Linked DNA regions of Xenopus tropicalis: region 2 is linked to region 1. Evidence: chromatin contacts called from public Hi-C data. All regions are on one chromosome and are shown on one strand. The core of a region is the stretch at or near the end of the contact, and the rest is flanking DNA. Distances in the headings are between cores, read along the strand shown.

Region 1 (7,070 bases), core at 1,281-3,780:
CATACCGGTGAAGGGGGTCTCCTGCATGTAACGGCCATATTGGAGCGTTCAGAGGAATCACCATTATCCTGCAATTGGAGGAGGGACAGGGCGGGCTTGGGATGCCTGCCTGCGTAGCACCACCCAACCTGTAGCAGCTTTACACCCAGCTTGTGTTTGGTTGGTAACTGGCGTTTCTGTCTAGGGGCCCATATATGAGCCAACATGGCTGTTATACAGTCACCTTGCTGACAGTCAGATATTGCCCAATATGGCCGCCCAGATGTCCAATAAACACTACCCAAATATCTGCCACAAAGGAATGGGTGTGAAATTAGTGCAGTGCTTCTCTCTTCATCGCCCCATCCGTGTACTGAGAATAAGAGCCGGCAGAACCTGTTTGGTTTGGGGGTTCTGCAAATGTTTATTTAACTGTCATTATTCAAACATTCTCTCTATACATTATATACACACTCACACAGTATATTTAGAATATATATGTACTTGAACAAAAACAATACATAACAGCAGTTCCCTTTAGGGCCAAGACACACGGAGCTACTTAGTAGCAGCTACTAAAGGCCAGAAAATTCCCTGCCATAGACAGTACTTTTCATTGCCCCTTGTTCAATATAAAGTGACCAACGACAGAGACTGAGAGGCCATTTTGTACATGGCATACAACCCACTAAGATTAAGGAGACACTAGGAGACGCAGCCCCCGGAATGAACATTATGCTGTATGGCACCAGATTAGGGATTTTATCACTTATAGTAATATGTTCATTTCTGCTTTGGGATGCATTGCCCTTTAAAGGGGTGGCTCAATTTAGCTTTTAGTATGTTTTATAGATTGACCAGTTCTAAGCAACTTTTCATTTGGACTTCATATAAATTTTGAATTATTTTCAATTTGAATTACTTCTTGCAGCTTTCAAATGGGGGTCGGTGACCGCGGCAGCCAAAAGCTTTCCTCTGTGAAGCTACAGTGTTATTGTTACTTTTGATAACTTTTTATTTCTATTCAGTCCCTCTCCTAGTCATATATCAGTCTCTCATTCAAGCCCCTCCCTGGTTGCTAAGGTAATTTGGACCTTAGTAACCCAATAGCTGTTCTAACACCAAACTGGAGAGCTGCTGAACAATTATTGAAGTTATTTAAAACTACAAATAATGAAAAAATGAAGACCAATTGGAAATTGTCTCTGAATATTACTCTCTACATCATACTAAATGTTAACTCAGTGAACAGCCCCTTTAAAAGGGATACAAGGAGAACATGCTCTGTCCCTGCTGGGCCCAGCCCAGCAAGTTTTTCCCTTTAAATACAGGATACCTATTTAGTACATCTGCTCATATCTTGGCCATGGGATATTTGGCTTGATAAATGAGGCCTCCTATATCCGAGTGCAGCCCACACTGGTTTCCATGCAGCCATGCAGTATGTATTCGCTATGCATGTGGGTAACAAAGTACTTTTTTGTAAGAAGTTTCTATTCTGTGGCTTTGGTACTGGGACCTCTCCGCTACAGGAAGGCTCATTAATCAAAGCCAAACGGCAGAAAAAGTCCCATGACCATGAAAGGGAAAAGAAAACCACTGATAATGTCTCCCAAATGGTTCCCACAGGGTATAGAGCAGCTGTACCACTTTGTAGGAAACCTCCATATTTGTCCTTCCTATGGTACAATACCCTCTGCTACAAATATATACTTATTATAGATCTTTTTAAATGATCTTTCTTTATTGATTTTACATTTAAAGTGTGGGGGGGGGCACTGTATATACAGTAACAGTTTCTTTCTTATCTTACAGGGTATATAACAACATACCTCCCAACATTTTATTAAGAGAAAGAGGGACAAAAATATGTGACTCAGGTAGTGTGGCAAAAAAAAAATTTGGCCACGCCTGCTTTGTGACCACGCCCCACGTGCCACACCCACTTTACATGGCCCAGATGTGCCAGTATAATCACTAAATAAAAAGAATAAAGGACATATTAACTTCAAACATGCCAGTATGACTACATTAAATTGATAAAGGGCATATTAACCCCAGACATGCCAGTAAAATTACCAATCAACTTCAGACATGCCAAAAGTTCTGTGCATTTTCCAAAGTTATAAATATGGAGGAGATCCAGACGCAGGCTGAAATTGGGAAAATAAACTCCAATGGCTGCAGGGGCAGTTGGTAACCATGGAAGCCTTTTTTCTTGCGAACCTTTAGCATAAAACATAAATGACTTTTATTGGGACTGAAATGGCGAATGGCATAACGAGAAACCAACAACAAAGATAAGTGTTCACTCAGAGAAACAGAAAGCGCAAGCACAACAACATGCGATTTTGAGAGAAGCCGCCACGATTAACCAGCAGCTTCCGACTATGTAACACTGAGTTACGCCGGCTCGCCACGCCCATCGGGCGGCAACGTGTTGCGTCACTGCGCTTACGTGTAGTGGTGATGAGACTTGTGGCGTTGGGATTTCCTGTAAGACTGGAGGAGGGTTGGAGGCTGCAGTTAACAGTTTTGCGGGACCTGTAAGTAGCGACCCGGGACTGTTGGGCTGTTGGGAAAAGCGGGACTTGGTGCTATTATTAAGGCTGTGTAGGGGAGACGACACGCAGGCACTTCAGCATCCAACACCCCTCCCGAAGTCTACATCTCACTGACAGCAGGGGGGCCCTGTGAGCCAAGTAAGTGCAGCACAGCCGGCCCACCTAGAGACCCACAACCCATCGGGCCCAGGACTGCTGTCCCCCGCTCATGGCTGCCCTGCCTAGCACTGATGTGTGTGCTCATCTGTCCTTGTTATATGGAACCATTTACCCCAATCCTCCCCTCTCTCTCTTGCAGCCACCATGAAGCTTTACAGTCTCAGTGTTCTATATAAGGGAGATAACAAGGTCAGTCTTCTGAAAAGTGCCTATGATGTCTCCTCCTTCAGCTTCTTCCAGAGATCCAGGTATGATGGGTGCCCACCCTATGCTCACAGTATAATATATATGCAGTGGTTACCAAGCTGGGTGCCCCCTATGCTCACAGTATAATATATATGCAGTGGTTACCATGCTGGGTGCCCCCTATGCTCACAGTATAATATATGCAGTGGTTACCAAGCTGGGTGCCCACCCTATGCTCACAGTATAATATATATGCAGTGGTTACCAAGCTGGGTGCCCACCCTATGCTCACAGTATAATATATATGCAGTGGTTACCAAGCTGGGTGCCCACCCTATGCTCACAGTATAATATATATGCAGTGGTTACCAAGCTGGGTGCCACCCTATGCTCACAGTATAATATATATGCAGTGGTTACCAAGCTGAGTGCCCACCCTATGCTCACAGTATAATATATATGCAGTGGTTACCATGCTGGGTGCCCCCTATGCTCACAGTATAATATATATGCAGTGGTTACCAAGCTGGGTGCCCCCTATGCTCACAGTATAATATATATGCAGTGGTTACCAAGCTGGGTGCCACCCTATGCTCACAGTATAATATATATGCAGTGGTTACCAAGCTGGGTGCCCACCCTATGCTCACAGTATAATATATATGCAATGGTTACCAAGCTGGGTGCCCCCCTATGCTCACAGTATAATATATATGCAATGGTTACCAAGCTGGGTGCCCCCTATGCTCACAGTATAATATATATGCAGTGGTTACCAAGCTGGGTGCCACCCTATGCTCACAGTATAATATATATGCAGTGGTTACCAAGCTGGGTGCCCCCTATGCTCACAGTATAATATGTATGCAGTGGTTACCAAGCTGGGTGCCACCCTATGCTCACAGTATAATATATATGCAGTGGTTACCAAGCTGGGTGCCCACCCTATGCTCACAGTATAATATATATGCAATGGTTACCAAGCTGGGTGCCACCCTATGCTCACAGTATAATATATATGCAGTGGTTACCATGCTGGGTGCCCCCTATGCTCACAGTATAATATATATGCAGTGGTTACCAAGCTGGGTGCCCCCTATGCTCACAGTATAATATATATGCAGTGGTTACCAAGCTGGGTGCCCACCCTATGCTTACAGTATAATATATATGCAGTGGTTACCAAGCTGGGTGCCCACCCTATGCTCACAGTATAATATATATGCAGTGGTTACCAAGCTGGGTGCCCCCTATGCTCACAGTATAATATATATGCAGTGGTTACCAAGCTGGGTACCCACCCTACGCTCACAACATCATATATATGTAGTGGTTCCTATTCAGGTGCCTTGACATTCCTACATCAGATGGGGAGCATGCATACATATAATTCAGCCCTTGCCTGGACTGTGAACTCTGGGGGTCATTTATGAACACTTGGCAGGTTTGCACCTGGGCATTAGCCCATGGGAACCAATCAAAAGTTTGCTTTTTATTGTTCTACCTTCAGCTAGCTGTAACATTTGCCCAGTGTTTATACATGAGTTCCTTTGTTTTTTAGGTGCATGTTGGACTTTCTTGGCCCACACTGCCTGCAAGAAATTAGAGGGTATACTGATTATACCAAGAATGTTTGCTTACAGTCTTAGAGACTCTTTATTTGAGAGGGCAGGCTATTCACAAAGTTGTATAAAATGTGGTAGTAACCTATAGCAACTAGCCAGAATGTTTCTTTTTTCAGTCTTGTTGCAGCTGGATCTTGGCTAGTTGCTATGGGTTCATATATGTCAGCTCGTATGCCACCCTACTTTGGTCCTCATCACCTAGTCAACCACAATCTCGCACTCCCCAAAGTATGCATCCAAGTTAATGTTTACCCCCTGAAATGGAAAATATATAAAACCCACCTGAAATTACCTTAGATACAAGCAGCATTGGGCAGAGCTGGGAGCGCAATGTGGGGGCAGCACTTCTGAAAAAAGGGGGCCTGCTAGTAAGACATACCTGTGTGTTTCTTGCTCCACAGTACATATTGCCTCATTAAGCCATGCATCTATTCATACATCTATTCCAACAAATGCGTCAAAGTTATTATAATGTACTGTTGCCCTGCAGTGGTAAAAGTTGTGTGTTTGTTTCAGAAACACTACTACAGTTTGTATAAACAAAGCTGCTGTGTAGTCATGGAGGCTGCCATTCCAATTATAATAGGGCTAAGTGGCATAGGTTACTTAGCAGATAACGGATAAGCTCTGTAAAACACCACTGTATTCTACAGAGCTTGTCTGCCATCTTCTGTGTAACCTGTGCCTTTTTTTTCCAGCTTAAATATCTACCCGTGGCTACACAGCAGCTTATTTATTTAACCTAAAGTAATGAGGCAAACACAAAATGTTTTCCAGTGCAGGGCAATGCTAAATGATATTTTAATTAACTTAAAACACTTTAATTTTTGGTGTTACTGTTCCTATAAATTAAAGTCAATAGATGAGCTTAAATATGTACTCAGCTGAGCAACCAATAGGGGGCTCCAATTCATATAAAAACATTCAGGGATGAAAATATGGTTGGCTGGGCTTAGTAACCAGAGCTAATGCAATATGTAATTCACTTATAGAGAGTCAGAACTTATAATGTCACAAGGTGTCTATCTCTTTATTAGACTGCCTTTCATATGGTAGCCATGGTCGAGCAAATAGATCTCTTATTGATTCAGAGGATGGAGAATGAAACCTTCCAGAGCTGATTCCAACTGACTGCAAATAAAGAGAGAGCATTCCTTTCTGCCTCTAGCCGTGCTATTCCCCGGTTCTGTTTTGTACCAATATATACTTAACTTGTAATGAATTCCACAAACTTTCTTGAAGCTATCTAATGTATCTGCCATTTTCTTTCCACAGCATCCAGGAGTTTATGGCATTTACCAGCCAGCTGATAGTGGAACGATCAGATAAAGGGAGCCGGTCCTCTGTGAAGGAGCAAGGTCAGTTGTGCATATTATAAATGCCATATGCACATCAGAGGTTAGCTGCTCTGGAAGCACAATACACAGTACAGGTTTGGGACCTGTTATCCAGAATGCTCAAGGACCTGGGTTTTTCCGGATAAGGGGTCTTTCCATAATTTGGATCTCTGTAACTTAAGTCTGCTAAAAATCATTCAAATATTGAACAAACCCAATAGGCTTGTTTTGCCTCCAATAAGGATTAATTATATCTTAGTTGGGATCAAGTACAAGGAACTGTTTTATTATTACAGGGAAAAAGAAAAAATATTTTTTTAAAATTAGAATTATTTGCTTATAATGGAGTCTATTGGAGTATCCGTAATTTGGAACTTTCTGAATAACTGGTTTCCGGATAAGGGATCTCATAACTGTATATACTCTGTCTGATAATAGGTTAGCTATGCTCATCAGTTATATAATGAGCAATTCTCTATCCACTGGGTCAGCATTATGACCTCCGCTTCATCATTGCCTTTATCACTGTCATTTTGTCATATATTAGAGTTGAAACTATATTTCTCTGACTCATTCAAGCTGCAGACTAGCTGGATCCAAATAGTCAGACTCACTCTCCATAAACAGATTCTGATTTCTATAGTAATCAATAACTATGATATCACAGCATAAATTCTGTTAGTCATAACTGTATGGAGTTACAAGGAAGACAGTTTTTTTTGTATTTCTGCACCAGTATTTTTGTGAATTTTCATTTGTGATACAAAAATAATTACATAACACAACAATCAAACTTTCCCTTTTTATCCTTGTACTTTCTTTAGAGAGGGTTAAAGATCAGTCATGAATGAAGCATGCTTAGCATTCCTACACATCTTTTCATGTGGTCAGGAGATTCAGCGGGATCCAATGACCGTGAAGGAAATATTCTAACATAGGTGCTATTATTCACCATTGTAGTAACTGATAGCAACAAAGAATCAGTACTGATCTGGGCGCTTCGTTTACACTATTAAAAGCAAAGTGATGTTTGGTTTGCTTCCCCACTGACTAAAAATTGCATCTTGGTCAATCCCCCTGTAGTTAAAACAGGGCTTTTTGCAGACTTCATACTGTCCTCAAGCGACTGAATATGAGAAGTCTTGTGTTAAACACCATTGATAATTTTAAAAGGAATTTATGGGAAAAGGCTCGGAAGATTGCCAGTGCCTAATGTACTT
Region 2 (6,811 bases), core at 1,543-4,042, 150 kb before region 1:
CTTCCAGGTCTCTAATCCCACAAGCTTTTTGGGGTAGATCTAGATATCTAAGCCATTTGTAAGATGGCATTTCAGTTACCCCATCCTGTAAGGAATTTGTGGCTTAAATATATGTGCGGGGTATTCTTGGAATAAGTGACCTTTAGTTGGCACATGTTCCCATGCAACAAGAGCCTGGTTACAGTGGCCGTTGGTCGGTACAGTAGGGATGTTACACTCAGGGTTACGGGGCCGTTGGTCAGTATGGTAGGGATGTTGTTACACTCGGGGTTACGGGGCCGTTGGTTGGTACAGTAGGGAGGTTACACTCGGGGTTACGGGGCCGTTGGTCGGTACAGTAGGGATGTTACACTCGGGGTTACGGGGCTGTTGGTCGGTACAGTAGGGATGTTACACTCGGGGTTACGGGGCCGTTGGTCGGTACAGTAGGGATGTTACACTCGGGGTTACGGGGCCGTTGGTCGGTACAGTAGGGATGTTACACTCGGGGTTACGGGGCTGTTGGTCGGTACAGTAGGGATGTTACACTCGGGGTTACGGGGCTGTTGGTCGGTACAGTAGGGATGTTACACTCAGGCTTACGGGGCTGTTGGTTGGTCGGTACAGTAGGGATGTTACACTCGGGGTTACGGGTCTGTTGGTCGGTACGGTAGGGATGTTACACTCAGGGTTACGGGGCTGTTGGTCGGTACAGTAGGGATGTTACACTCGGGGTTACGGGGCCGTTGGTCGGTACAGTAGGGATGTTACACTCGGGGTTACGGGGCCGTTGGTCGGTACAGTAGGGATGTTACACTCGGGGTTACGGGGCCGTTGGTCGGTACAGTAGGGATGTTACACTCGGGGTTACGGGGCCGTTGGTCGGTACAGTAGGGATGTTACGCTCGGGGTTACGGGGCCGTTGGTCGGTACAGTAGGGATGTTACGCTCGGGGTTACGGGGCCGTTGGTCGGTACAGTAGGGATGTTACGCTCGGGGTTACAGGGCCGTTGGTCTGTACAGTAGGAATGTTACACTCGGGGTTACGGGGCCGTTGGTCTGTACAGTAGGGACGTTACACTCGGGGTTACGGGGCCGTTGGTCGGTACAGTAGGGATGTTACGCTCGGGGTTACGGGGCCGTTGGTCGGTACAGTAGGAATGTTACACTCGGGGTTACAGGGCCGTTGGTCTGTACAGTAGGAATGTTACACTCGGGGTTACGGGGCCGTTGGTCTGTACAGTAGGGACGTTACACTCGGGGTTACGGGGCCGTTGGTCGGTACAGTAGGGATGTTACGCTCGGGGTTACGGGGCCGTTGGTCGGTACAGTAGGAATGTTACACTCGGGGTTACGGGGCCGTTGGTCTGTACAGTAGGAATGTTACACTCGGGGTTACGGGGCCGTTGGTCGGTACAGTAGGGATGTTACGCTCGGGGTTACGGGGCCGTTGGTCGGTACAGTAGGGATGTTACGCTCAGGGTTACGGGGCCGTTGGTCTGTACAGTAGGAATGTTACACTCGGGGTTACGGGGCCGTTGGTCGGTACGGTAGGGATGTTACGCTCGGGGTTACGGGGCCGTTGGTCGGTACAGTAGGGATGTTGACCCATTATATAGCCCAGAGTTCTCCAACCATTGGCTCCTGAGCAACAAATTGTTCCAAACCAGGGAGTTATTTTTGAATTCCTGACTTGGGGGCAAGTTTCGGTTGAATAAAAACAAGATTTAGTACCAAATAAAGCCCCCTGTAAGCTGATAGTGTGCATAGAGGCCCCTAATAGCCAATCACAGCCCTTATTTGGCACCTCCATGAACTTTTATGATGCTTGTGTTACTCTCCTCTCACTGTCCCATTATACAGCCTGTCCCTGTCCCATTACACAGCCCGTCCCTGTCCCATTACACAGCCCGTCCCTGTCCCATTACACAGCCCGTCCCTGTCCCATTATACAGCCTGTCCCATTATACAGCCTGTCCCTGTCCTATTATACAGCCCATCCCTGTCCCATTATACAGACTATCCCTGTCCTATTACACAGCCCGTCCCTGTCCCATTACACAGCCCGTCCCTGTCCCATTACACAGCCCGTCCCTGTCCCATTACACAGCCCGTCCCTGTCCCATTACACAGGCCGTCCCTGTCCCATTACACAGCCCGTCCCTGTCCCATTACACAGCCCGTCCCTGTCCCATTACACAGCCCGTCCCTGTCCCATTACACAGCCCGTCCCTGTCCCATTACACAGGCCGTCCCTGTCCCATTACACAGCCCGTCCCTGTCCCATTACACAGCCCGTCCCTGTCCCATTACACAGCCCGTACCTGTCCCATTACACAGCCCTTCCCTGTCCCATTACACAGCCCGTCCCTGTCCCATTACACAGCCTGTCGCCCTCAATTCTCGCGAGAGTAGGATAAGAGGTCGGGAGAGCGAGTCGGGAGAGCGGGTCGGGAGAGCGGGCCGGGAGATGCCAAGGAGCGGGACAATTAAAGGGCTAAACTGGGATCCGGGAGACTGGGCTGTTTAATACAAATCGGGACTACTGGGAGGCAAAATCATTGGATCCATAAATCAGAGCGTTACGGGGCAGCTTAGTTCTTCTCGTCCTGCTAACCAGCTCTCTGTCACAGCAACCTGACCGCCAATAACCTTTCCGGCTTCTGGGGACATACCTTGCCTTGTGACGCACGTTAACAGCGAGCTAATCACCCGGTCCAAAATTAGCTAGGGGCGGGGACTAAAGGAATGCTGGGCATTGTAGTTCAGGAGTTCCCTACGTTAAGTTTTGCGGCTCTCCGCAAAGACTACGTTTCCCACAATGCATCGCGCCGCTCGGTTGCCAGGACTCTGGAGAAGCTGATGGCCGCTGAGATTGGAGGTAGGGAAGTTCTGAGATTGATAGAGCAGGAATGTAGTGTTTGTGTCCGGGGCTCTGCTGTATGTATAATGATATACAATATAAATGCATGTGTGTTTGTGTGATTATGAGGTGATTGTGCTTGCACTCTCTACTCACTCAGATCCACTGATCCATCACACCATCACAGCTTTTACTCTGGGGGTGGGGATAGATTCTCTGTCCCTGGCACATCAAGGGTTAAGCCATTCTAAGAATTATAACTGCAGTTTCTGTTCTTGTATCCGTTTCCCTGTTTTGCCAGTTTAACCTTTCTAAATATTGTCATTTCTTCTTGTTTTGTAGGGTTACAGAAAGCAGACCTGAGAGATCCTCATGTGACCCACACAACCTGCGGCGGTAGCCTGGAACTGGGCGCTTTCATTCCGTGCAGCTGCACCCCCTAACAGTCATGCTAAATATGTTAGCGCTTACCAGACCTGAGGGCGGGCCTAAATATATTGGATTAATATGGCAGACACCTGTGTGATCACCCTCAGCTGTGAAACTGTTTATCTGCACAACTAAATCTCACAATGGAGAGTGAGGTATGGGGAATCTGAAGGCTTGCATGGGGGCAGCTTATTATTAAGCAGTCGTGGTTTGCACTCAGGTGCCTTGGCTTTGTAGGACTGAGCAGGTAAAGAGAAACTGATAAGATCAGTGTCTAGAGTTGCCACTTCACCCCTTTAATAATCATTTACCTTCAAATGTAGTTCAGTGGCAACTGGGGGACCTTTGATTATCCATGCACATTACTAACCCAACAAACTATCTGCCACTGTTGTTAGGGTGATGACACATGGAGCTACTTAGTAGCAGCTACTTGTCACGGCTGCTAAAATCCAGAAAATACCCTGCCATAGACAATACTGAGAATTGCCTCAGCTAAAACACACGTAGAGACAATTATCAGTAAATGATCAGCATTGTCTATTTTAGTAGCCGTGACAAGTAGCTGCTACTAGTAGCTCAGTGTGTCTTCACCCTAAAACTGTAGTTCCCAGTATGCTCAGCCAGCAATTAGTATTCTTTGCTGTACTGTTCCTATGTAGAACCCCAATAATTAAAGAAATATCTTTTCCTTCTAGCTACAAAAGAAAACAGCTATAAAAGTTGTGGCACCGGTACATATATGACTGTTTAATTGCCAGGTTTGTTTAAATTGATACAAAATAGTTAACAATCAGTATAATCTATCTTTCTAAAATCTCCTAGATTGAATATAGCAGCCTAGAACTTGGAACATGTATTAGTATAGTTATTTTTCCTGTATCCGCATATGAACTAATAAGCAAAAGCTGTGTTGAATTTTGACTATCAAGCACATTTGCAATAAGAGGACTCATTCTGCTTTTCTCTATTTAGACCATGAATGGTAGGATGAAGAACTCTGACATTGCTGAGACCCAGAGCAGCTTCCTGCCGGCTATGAAAGCTCTCCCGGTGAGTAGTAAGCTCCAGGCTGATATTCATTGGCTGTTACCTGCCACCTAATTAACCCTATCTGCCAGTGCACAGTTGTGCCCAGTATCAGTGACCAGAAACCTTTCTTTATTTCTGCAGATTTCAGCTGTTAAACAGAACACTGTCCTACAGACACTTGTGGGCGGTGCAGGGGAACCTGAAAAAGAATGTGGTACGTAGAGGGCTGATATTTCATAAAACCTATAAGAGGCTTACCATAAGCCCAAAATATTTGTTACTATAAGCAGTTTGCTGAGACCTTTGTATTTACAAAGAGAGTTCATGGCTGGGAAAGATACCTTGTATTCTATACTTCACAGGCAGTAACCTTTAATAGATACATTGAATACTATTAATCAAAGGCAGCCCTTTGTGACTGACCCACCAGTGCTGGAACAGATTTGTAACTAAGCTGGTGTACTTTTCATATTTTAATTCATTTACTTACAAACCTCACAGTGGGAAATATAACAGTATTTTTGCTGATGTTTAGGGGTGAGTCTGTGCCTCTTTCTCCAAGCACATGCTTGAGGGATGTATGTCTTTTAAACCTCAACAACTATATTAGGCCATGGACCATTGTTAGAATGTTACACACATGTCTGCGTTCCTTAAGCAAATGTCTTAACCTATAAAATGTTCTCTTGTTTGCAGACAGGGAGGATATGCTGAGAGCGCAGGAGGAGTGGGAGGCCTTAGAAACCTTGCAGACTGGTCAGTTTCTTCAATCCTTGCTTTCTTCAAGCATACTACTAGTCCACTTACAATAACACAAATAATGCACCATTGCAGCTTGTAGTTACTTTGAATATGTGTGTGCCGTAAAAGCAGGGGCGGGCCAAGCCGTCCGGGCGCCCTAGGCAACCCGGTCGGCCACCCCGCCCCCTCCGTTGGCGCGCATGCGCAGTTGGGGGAGGTGCAATGCCGTGGGTCATTGCCCCTGCCGCTTGTCATTAGCGGCGGGGGCAATGGCAAAGTAGGGGAACTAGTGGTAGGCAGCAGAAGCGTCTGCCTGGCGCCCCCTAATCAATGCGCCCTAGGCAGCTGCCTCTTCTGCCTACCCCTAGTTCTGGCCCTGCGTAAAAGATAAATGTACAATAAGAGGGCTTTTGTACATGTCTTTTTCGTGTCTTGCCTGCAGATTGTAATTGTGAGCAGAAAAACCATATATATTAAGATTTATATATATATTAAGATTTGCCTTTTTGATAGTAGAAGCCTTAATAACTGCACTCTTAACATTCTTTAGTTAACAATGGGAATTGAATGGTGTCTCTGTTTTGTTTTAGGGCTGCACAGTGAAAAATCAGGTATGTGTAAACAGTCACTGCCTGGTACTCATTTTATTATTGGCGGAAGTAGTGCCCATTTGTCTTCTTCATTAGGGTGAAGACACAGAGCTACTTAGTAGCAGCTAATTTTTATGGCTACAAAACACTGGAAAATACCCTGCCATAGACAATACTGAAAAGTGCCTCTGCTAAACAGAGAGGCGGTTATCTTAAAATGATCAGCATTGTCTATTTTTGTAGCCGTGACAAGTATCTGCTACTATAGCCCCATGTGTCTTCACCCAAATAGTTAAGCTATAGAATCCACACAAGATTAGCAGTCCTGTATAGTGTATATGGATTTAAGCTTAGTACAGCTGCATTGGCACAGCTATATATGGTATCATAGAGGAACCGTAAGTTTTAATGGTACCAGTAGCACAGAGGTGAGAATAGTAGTTGAAAGCCTGTACAGCTGTGTGTGGTGGGGGTGATGAGCCTAGGAGGAGAAAAAAGGAAGAAGATGGTAGAAGATGTAAAGGCACAGCTAGATAGAGTGTGAAAGGGAAGTAGCCCAACTGTGCATGCACATTCAGCATAGCTGGGAGGTGCAATGGTATTGTGTATGTCTGGACTTTGTATAGGAGGAGTATCGCAGGGTAGGGCATCAGTTTTAGTTGTGCAAATGTATTTCAGTGAGTATAGGAGCAGTAGAAAGCAAAGTAACAGAAAGGACAGTACTGTAGGGAATATGCTGAGACACAGCTCTGTAAGGAATTAGTAAAGGAGGACTAGGACAGTGTGGGCTGGAGAGTACAAGAAGTTATTAGGTAGCCCAGTAGGTGGGAGATGTGACTGGGGAGGATTAGCAAGATGTAGGGTGTGCAGTAGAGATGTATGTAAGGACAGTCAGACTCCCGATTTTTGAAATGGCAAGAGTAGGAGCAGTGGTGGGATGTAGGGTGCAATGCCAGTGTACAGTAGGCAGCAGGTGTTTGTGGATGCTGATCAGTTTTATTCTCTGACAGGGCTCCTGGGAGACTTTCCTGGACAGACCAGTTTAATCTCCTTTAATGAAGCACTTCAGTACTTCCAGACAGCAGATATGTCCGAGTACAAAGTATGTATATGACCATGCCCAAATACAAGACATATGGTTTTTGTTTTTGGATGTAATTACAGAGAATGCCCCAAA

The links. Hi-C and Micro-C count contacts between places; a contact is called where the count stands out from the background.
Region 2: a contact with region 1 is called in a Hi-C map of brain, with 6 times the contacts expected there. The contact joins the promoter of elmod3 here to the promoter of ykt6 in region 1. A contact is called at or near these places in 2 of 5 Hi-C or Micro-C datasets (brain and tailbud embryo).

Annotation. Positions count from the first base shown.
Region 1 is chr3:126,516,371-126,523,440 of UCB_Xtro_10.0, reverse strand. It overlaps ykt6 (YKT6 v-SNARE homolog), which reads left to right and starts at 2,530. Exons shown (of 8, transcript NM_203692.1): 1 at 2,530-2,681; 2 at 2,842-2,950; 3 at 5,789-5,871. The coding sequence starts at 2,847.
Region 2 is chr3:126,670,227-126,677,037 of UCB_Xtro_10.0, reverse strand. elmod3 (ELMO/CED-12 domain containing 3) reads left to right here and starts at 2,792. Exons shown (of 13, transcript NM_001079174.2): 1 at 2,792-2,860; 2 at 3,185-3,426; 3 at 4,247-4,324; 4 at 4,445-4,517; 5 at 5,000-5,059; 6 at 5,635-5,655; 7 at 6,645-6,736. The coding sequence starts at 3,415.